Regions from separate parts of the Sus scrofa genome. Here region 1 is linked to region 2. Evidence: chromatin contacts called from public Hi-C data. All regions are on one chromosome and are shown on one strand. Each heading gives the region's core, a stretch centred on a gene start, on an enhancer-like site or on the middle of the called end of the contact. The rest is flanking DNA. Distances are from core to core; before and after follow the strand shown. Region 1 holds the start of IDH3A (isocitrate dehydrogenase [NAD] subunit alpha, mitochondrial). Region 2 holds the start of IREB2 (iron-responsive element binding protein 2).

The links. Hi-C and Micro-C count contacts between places; a contact is called where the count stands out from the background.
Region 1: a contact with region 2 is called in a Hi-C map of liver, with 4 times the contacts expected there. The contact joins the promoter of IDH3A here to the promoter of IREB2 in region 2. A contact is called at or near these places in 2 of 5 promoter capture datasets (fetal liver and liver) and 4 of 47 Hi-C or Micro-C datasets (epiblast stem cells, heart right ventricle, liver and 1 more).

Annotation. Positions count from the first base shown.
Region 1 is chr7:47,776,985-47,780,967 of Sscrofa11.1, reverse strand. IDH3A (isocitrate dehydrogenase [NAD] subunit alpha, mitochondrial) reads left to right here and starts at 2,020. Exons shown (of 11, transcript XM_001927338.5): 1 at 2,020-2,130. The coding sequence starts at 2,104.
Region 2 is chr7:47,527,925-47,532,495 of Sscrofa11.1, reverse strand. IREB2 (iron-responsive element binding protein 2) reads left to right here and starts at 3,297. Exons shown (of 23, transcript NM_001167781.1): 1 at 3,297-3,394. The coding sequence starts at 3,376.

The DNA.
Region 1 (3,983 bases), core at 771-3,270, 250 kb before region 2:
GCTGAAAAAAGACAGTGGTATAAGATGAATGCAAGGGAAATCCAGGAGGTTTTAGGGCCCGATGTGGCCCTGGTCGAGCTGTGAGTGATGGAGAGGGCTGTGTGGAGAAAGGACTGGAAGAGGCAGGTTGGTGGGTGAGGAGGCAGCTGCAATTGCTTGGAGGGCAGGGCTGGCCCTGGAGACAGGGCGGAGTGGGACTGTGGCGAACACTTCAGGGAGGGGCTGCCAGAGCCTGATGAGAGGAAAGCCCCAGGAGAAGAGACCAAGGAGATCCTTCTGTCCTGACAAAGCCACAGACTTAGCTGTGCTTTATTATTTTATCTTATGAAAGCCACTGGCATCACTTCTGCACCTAATTCACCACCTTTCTGGGTGGATGGGTAGCTCCTCTCTGGATGGACCCTTTTCCAGGGTGAGGAGGGGAGAGACTCGGTCTAAGTCACCCGGGTACCCAACTACCCTAGTACCCAAAGATCAGCAGAGCTTTAGGACTGTGTGTGGTTGCTGAGGAGAGGATGAGGAGGAAGGGGAGTAGGTATGTTAGTTCCTCAGAGAGGTCTTCTCTGCCCTCTGTGTTAGATTTGAATAGGTTCTCTGATTTTACCTTCTCATGACTCCTTGCATTCTTGCTTCTTGACACTTAGCACAGTTTTAAATTCCACGTTTGTGCAATACCGGATTGGTACCTTTCTATCCCACTAGTGTGTACGCACCAGCACTTAGAATGCAGTGGGGAGGAGAACGGGCCCTCCCAGAACAAAGGGAAAGCAACATGCAACACCAGCATCTGTGCCGCCTGCGCAGTTCTGCAACAGCGCAGCATAACCTGTATCGATGAGCGGAGGCGTATCTATAACTGTACACTCAGAAATTACAGAAGGCATGTTACCTTATGAGGGGGACAAAGGGACCAAAGTGTAAAAGAAAAAAATAATGGAGGGTATAGGGGCTCAGCCTTTGGATATGAATCCACTGAGCCAGTGCCAGCACGAATAAAAACGCTGCTTCCCGGCAAAAGGGCCTCTGTGTTCTGTCTCCCTGTATGTAAGTCCTGCAACAAGAAGAGTGCCTGGTACCTAGCTGGCACTCAAAAATATTTGTAGAGCTGTAAAGGCAGAAAGCAGATCAATAATTGCAGGGAGCTGGCACTGACTGCAAATGGACACAGGGAACATTTCTATAAGTTCAAAAACTGGATTGTGGTGATGGTTATCCCACGGTTTACATTTACTAAAAATCATTGAACTTAGAGTAAATTTTATGGCACATAAGTTATGCCTCAATAAAAGCTGTTAAGGAGTTTTCGTGTGGTGCAGCAGAGAGAATCCGACTAGGAACCACGAGGTTTCACGTTCAATCTCTGGCCTTGCTCAGTGGGTTAAGGATCCTGCGTTGCTGTGAGCTGTGGTGTAGGTCGAAGAGGCAGCTCGGATCTGTCGTTGCTGTGGCTGTGGCCTAGGCCGGCAGCTGTAGCTCCAATTAGACCCTTAGCCTGGGAACCTCTGTATCCCGCCTTTGAGGCCGTGAAAAAAAAAAAAAAAAAAAAAAGCCGTTAAAAAATAAACCGGATTGTAGTGATGGTTGTGCAACTGTTTACAGTTACTAAAAATCATCGCACTTTGATGCTTATGGTATGTAAGTTATACCTCAATGAAGCTGTTAAAAAATAAATACTTGTGGACCGAGTACATGATCTATCTCCCTCCCTGAGATTGTAAAGTCTATGAGAGAAGTTAATTCCTCAAATCTAGAAGACCGACTGGCATCTAGTGGGCGCGGAACAAACACCCCCCCTAAACAGTGAAATCGATGAATGAAGGAGTGGAAGGACTCCTACCGGAGATCCCGGCGAGTAGTTTCCGGGTCGCGGCTCCGGCCTGTGCTCCGGATGTCGGCGCGAGGCGAGCCCGACGATTGGCCAGCGGAGCCGGCGAGGTCCGAGGGGACCGGGAGCAAGTTCGGAGAATCCCGTAGGCGGGCCGGGGCTGGGCTTCCAGGGGGGGTGGGGCCTAGGGGGCGGGGCCAGGCGGGCGGGCGGGCGGGGCGCAGGCTGTGCGGCTGCGTACTATTGCCGCCGCCGTCGCCGCGGTCAGAGGGAGCGCGATGGCTGGGCCAGCGTGGATCTCCAAGGTGAGCGGGGGGGCAGGCCGGCTTGTGGCCCACGGGCTGGCGGCGTGCTGGGCGGGGGCAGGCGCGCAGGCCTGGACCGGGAGGCGGCGGCGCTCGGCTGGTTGGGAACAGTTACGGAACCTGACCTGGCCACCTGTGTGCCTGGCCGCGTGCAGTGTGTAGGCAGCCCTGTTCCCGGAAGGTCAAGCCTGAGGCGGGGACAGCAGCAAGGTCAAGGCCGGGGGCCCTGGCCCTGCTCCCGGCGATACTCGGGTGCCGCCGTCCGCATCTACCCGGGCAGAAGGCCAGGCCTTGCGCGGAATCTGGGAAGGTCATCGCAGCCGCCGCCCCGGCTCCGCCATCCTGGCCGCTTCCGAGGCTGCGGCCCTGCAGTCTTTTGATCGCTTGGAGTCCCCCGCAACACGGCTAGGGCCTTCCACTCGTGTCTGCTCCAGCCCTGGTCGCGTAACCTCCCTGGCCCGAGGGCACGTGCGTTAGGCTTGGGAGGTTTTCCCAGGTGAGGGAATCCTGAGGTCGTTTTCTTGCCAGACTTTTTTCTCCCTTGGAGCTCTTCCCAGTGAGCTCTTGTAGCTCTTTCCCCGTCAAAGGACACAGGGCATCTTGCACCTTGGAATTGCTGTCTCAACACTTGGGAGAGGGAGACCCGCAGCGCTTTCCTCTCACCTTTCATTAGCGAGAATCCTACGATCTGGAGAGCTTTAGCTCCCCTTGGCAGCTCGGATGCCCGAGCTGGAAAGGGTTTCAGAGCATCGCTGCAATTCATTGGTTCCTCAGTGGAACTAACCGTGCCTGAAAACTCAATTGCTCAAGGTCACACAGGAAGTAGGTATCAGAACAGGTGTCTCTGCGTTCCTAGGTCTAAGTCCCATTCTGCCTGCTCTGTGACCAAGGTCACACACTGACAGGCAGAGAGAAGAATGGGCCCTCGAGCCTCCTGTTGCTCTTAAAGAATGAACCCCTAGGAACCTACCTAAGCAATTTAGTTTTTTTCTATAAAATTTGATACTTTATTCCTCCTTTGAGTTTAAGGCGAAGTCCACATATATATTATTTAGTGAAAAGAGCTCTGCACTGGAATTTAGGAGTCTTAGATTTAAATCCTGGCAGTGCCACTAATTGGCTTTGTGACCCTGAGCAAATTACTTAACATTTCTGAGCCTTAATAAGCCCTTCTGTGAAATATCTATACTTGTTTCATAGAGCTTTTTGAGGATTGGTTCAAATAATGTGAAAGAAACATGCAGAAGGAATTCAAAAATACATATCTTACAGTCTTTAAGCAGACAATTGGGTATCAGTAGTTTTTTTTTATTTCTTTAACTTCTTTTTGTCTTTTGTCTTTTTAGGGCTGCTCCCCTGGCATATGGAGGTTCCCAGGCTAGGGGTCTAATCAGAACTGGAACTGCCAGCCTAAACCACAGCCCCAGCAACATCAGATCTGAGCTACATCTGCGAACTACACCACAGCTCACAGCAATACCGAATCCTTAACCCACTGAGTGAGGCCAAGGATCAAACCCACAACCTCATGGTTCCTAGTTGGATTTGTTTCCGCTGCTCCATGGACGGGAACTCCTCAGTAGTTGTTTTTCCCCCCCGCCCCCCAGTAACTGGGTTCTGCTTTGTTATCCTCTGCATTTACATGTGATTTATGTGTGATGGTACCTTATTTCACATTCGCTCCTGAAGGTAAAGCAACTCGTGTCTCTGTCTAAATAGAAATCAGTCCTTTAATCACTGAGTTTACACTGAACACCTAATCATCTTTGGCAAGTACATTAAGAATGAGGGACTAAAACAGCTGGTAAATGTGCTAGTAAATTTATTTTGCCTTTAGTGTGGTCTACAAGAAA
Region 2 (4,571 bases), core at 2,048-4,547:
AGCAAATATCATGTAAAAAGAGGAAAGATGGCTATTTTGTTTGGTTTAGAACTTTGCCAAGAATTAGTCACTGTTCCAGAAAATCAACAACGAGGCTTCCAATGATACTTGAGTCACCAATATATTTCATTAGCCTCCATATAACCTAGTCATTCATGATACAAATGCACATAGATCATTTGTTATATACATGCATTTGTGATGTAAATTTTTGCATAACATGCTTTTAGTCCTTATTTTGCTTTTTTTTTATTTTTTATTTTTTGTCTTTTTTTGGTCTTTTCTAGGGCCACACCCATGGCATATGAGGTTCCCAGCCTAGGTGTCTAATCAGAGCTTTTGCTGCTGGCCTATGCCAGAGCCACAGCAATGCTGGATCTGAGCCGAATCTGCGACCTACACCATAGCTCACGGCAATGCCAGATCCTTAACCCACTAAGCAAGTCTAGGGATCGAACCTGCAACCTATGGTTCCTAGTCGGATTCATTAACCACTGAGCCACGACGGGAAATCCTAGTCCTTATTTTGAACTGTCAAATATAAATAAAAAGCATTGACTACATTCGGCTGAATATATTATTTTCTGTAAAATCATAAGTAGATGCAGGCATCTGATTACATCATGTCATGCAGTTGTAGATGTGCCTGTGCACCTGCATATTATAACACGTATTATTTTCTAATCAATTACTTTACTTTTATTTCTCCTTTACATTACAGCTAGGGCATTATATAGATTATTTTATTGCTTTGTATGGGTTATATTATCTGTGAAATTCATGCCAGGATAGTAAAGGAGACATTATAAATTGTACGTTGTAGGAAGAGGGTATTGGGTTTGCTAGGGTAGAGAACTACTGGTCTAACTTCTGGTCAGTAAGAGGTGTGTGGAGGATCTTTAGGAAAATATTTTCTTCTCTGATTTAAAAAGACGGCGGGGGGCGCTCTGCACCACTTTCCCTTCCTCTTTTGGAAGTTGTAAGACAACATAATTTTTCTGTATGATGCAGTCATCTTGCAACCGGGAGGCAGCAAGTCTGAGGAAGGAAAATTAATATGTTGAGGAGCATGGGGCCAAAATAAGGAATGTGCCTGGGTCTTTGATGGTGTTATTGATCTTGTTGCAGTAACCCTGGATCTGCCTACTATGGACATTATCGTGTGAGATAATTACAGATCTGTATTATTTAAGCTCCCATTGGTTGGGTATTCTCTTGCATGCAACTACAAGCATCTAACAAAGATATGGAGAATACAGTAAGTGGGCAATTACAATCAAGTGCTCTAATTGAAATATATAGGAAGATAAGGAAGCATTTCATCATATTCCCAAGCCAAACTGGGGGTTGTGGAGTTGTATTTTCTTTAGGAAATATCTGGACTAAGGCCTGAAGACTGAGTAGTAGCAGGACAGGGCACAGCACAGTGTTCCACAAAGGAAGAACAGCAAGTGAGACACTACAGCGTGACGGAGAAGTGATTCTGCCTAAAGGAAGTTTCCTGAAAAGGTACAAACAATAGGTATGAGATACCAGAGAGAACCCTGACTCAGTCACTTGGTAGCTGAGCAATGTTGTGTAAGTTTCTTAACCTCGCAGAGTTTCAGTCTCATTATCATGAAAATGACAATTACAGTAGTACTCATGTCCCAGGGTCTTTTTGAGAAGACTGTCAGTCATCTAGACAGGATATGTTCAAATCTAGACCTGGGTGGTGGCCGAGGGAATGGTTAGAAAGGCACATAAATAGAGGAACTATACTGGGGTTTGCTTCAGCAAGGCTTGTTGGGTTAGTGATTAGGGTAGAGGGTACAGGATCAAGAATGATGTCTCTGTGGGAGTTCCCTGGTGGCCTTGAGATTAAGGATCCCACGTTGTCACTGCTGGGGCTTGGGTTCGCTGCTGTAGCGCAGGTTTGATCTCTGGCCCAGAGATTTCTGCAAGCCACAGACACTGCCAAAAAGAGAGAGAGAAAAATGGTGTGTCTGTGTCTGGCATGGGTAACTTAGGGGTTGGTGGTGCCATTCATTGATACAGGCAATACTAAAGGAGTAAAGGGTTTTAAGGGGAAAATGATGACTTCTGTTTTGGAGATTTTGAGTCTGGGGTGCCTGTGAGATATGGAGTCATCCAATAGGTACTAGAATATACAACTATGGGCTTAGGGGATGTGTTTGGGTTTCAGGGACACCTCTGGGCTTAGGAGATGTGTTTGGGTTGGAGGTAGACTGGTAAATAAGAACATATAACTAATAACTGAAGCCAAAGGAGAGAGTGAGATGCGCCGGGAAAACAGTGCAAGGCCAGAGCCCTGGGATATATTTAATACCAGTACATTGAATGGCTGGGCAGAGGAAGAGGGGCCTGCAAATGAGACTGAGACGGAGCACCCTTAAGGATAGGAAGAAAAACAAGTAGCATCTGAGGTCACAAAAACTGATGGAAGAATATTTCTCAACAAGGGCAGAGATCAAGGAGAATAAGGATTGAGAAACGTGTGATTAGCGAATGGGGTTATGGCTGTCCTTGACCAGAGGTGTTTCTAGCGGGTGGAAAGCAGACTGGAGAGGGATAAGGAGTGGGAGGGGAAGGGAGAGCGCAACCAGCGCTCTCTGGAAAGCTGGCTGCCAACAGGAGATAAGGCGGCAGAGAACGCAGGTACTAGAGGAGCGGAGGCGGAGGCGGGATGGAGACTTTAGCATGATTAACTGCCCATGGGAAGGAGTGTGTGGAAAAGGAGAGAATGAAGCTACAGGGGTGAAAGGAAAATTCATTCAACAATTAGAGCGCTTCCTACATGCCAGATCAGTCCGGTCACCCTCTCCAAGAACACGCGTGCAGGCCACACATACGACAGGTTTAGCCTGAGACTATCTTCTGGTGAAAGGGGTTCGCCTTAGGCTGTTTTTCCTAGGAGTAGCAATTCTGACTCCTCCCTCCCCCACACCGCTGGATATCCCGCTGGAGCCCTTGCACCGCTGGATCTCACAACCTCAATTAGATATTTGAAGCCGCAACTTAGTAACGGATCGCTAGGAGGGCCAAGCTAGTGCCGTGGAAGATACAGCCGCTCCAGCCTTAGCGTCCGATCGCGAGAACAGGGACGCAGGCGCAAAAAATCGCCTTCTCGCTGGCTCCGCCCCTTCTCTTTCTTTGTCTCCACGTCCGATGATCTCGCGAGAGTTGGGCGGCAAATCCCGCGAGCTCAGACCTAGACCTGGGGTCGACTCTGCGGCTCTCGCGGTGTTTGCGCGAGACTGCTCTTTTCCTTCTTCCCTTGCGGGTCCGCCTGCCTTCCTCCCCTTTTTCCCCGCCCGGCCTCCCCCTCCTTACCCCGCGGGCCCCCTCCCCGCAGGGATAATATGGTCTCCGGCGATGGACGCCCCAAGTGCAGGTTAGTTTCAGTCCGCCCCCTGGGATGTGGCAGCTGGAGACGCGCGCTTCCCGGGCTCCGGGTCCTTTGCTTCTCGCCTGGAGTCACTCGGCCGGCTCCCGGGCCCTCTGGGCTCAGGTCCTGCTCCCTTAAGGCCTGCCTGATGGGCCTCACTCTCTGCTTCCAGGCCCCGAGAGCCCGGCCTCGCCGCCCTCGCCCCGCAGCGTGACCCCATCAGGCCCGTCCGCTCCGCCGCTGGCCTCGACCAGTGGCGGCGTCAGCCTGTTGGCCCCTTCCAGAGTCTTTTGGTACTCCTCACTTAGCACTACGGTCAGGGAGAGGCCCACTTTCGTCCTCTCCCCGCCCCCCATTTGTAAGAGATGAGGGTGGGGGCCGGCGTCTCCTTGGTTGGGTCTCTCGCAGATAGTTGTTTATTCCGCTGTCCAGCCTCAAGTCACTCCCTCTCTCTTTGCCTCTGGAAGCGGAGTGGGGGGCGGTCAAGGCCGAACACTGGTTAATCAGTTCCCAGACCATTTATTGCAGCTCTGGGTCTCCTCCGCCGCCCCCCTACCCCCAACCACCTTCTTAGCTTCCTCCTCAATAAAAAAGAGGAAAAACATTTAGTATTCCCCCAAAGTGAGCTCTGCTTATTGCTTCTCATTTCCGAGCAAGGTCCGAACAATGTTGAGGGTCCTGCCCACCCACCGCAATGAGTCTGCACAAAAGCTCTGAATGTTCTTTAACCTCAAGGCTGCCTCCCCACTACTTCAAGAATGTAGGAGTTGGGGTACATTCGCAGGAGACCCCTGGGTCTTTGTAGTTAAGCGTCAATTCATGCAAAACCAGGAAGACATGCTAATATACCCAGATGTTTTGTTTTTCACCTTTACCCTTAGTCTTAAGACCTATTAAGGTCTGACCTGATAAGTTGTTTTGGTTTGGTTTTGATTTTGTTCACGTTGTTGACTACAGTGTAAAAATCTGTCTTTTGATTATTTTTTTAAAAAAATTCTTATAGTTGTGACGGTTCTCAAATTGTCCTGTCTGTATTTACGCAGGTCTTCACAAAATATACCTATACTTCTTATAAATAATTCTTATTGTCCCTTTCTAGGTATTCTTTGTTATCACATTTCAAGAGTTATTTTACCAGTTTTTAATTCGAGAAGAGTCATGGTTTAGAGTTATACTATCCAAT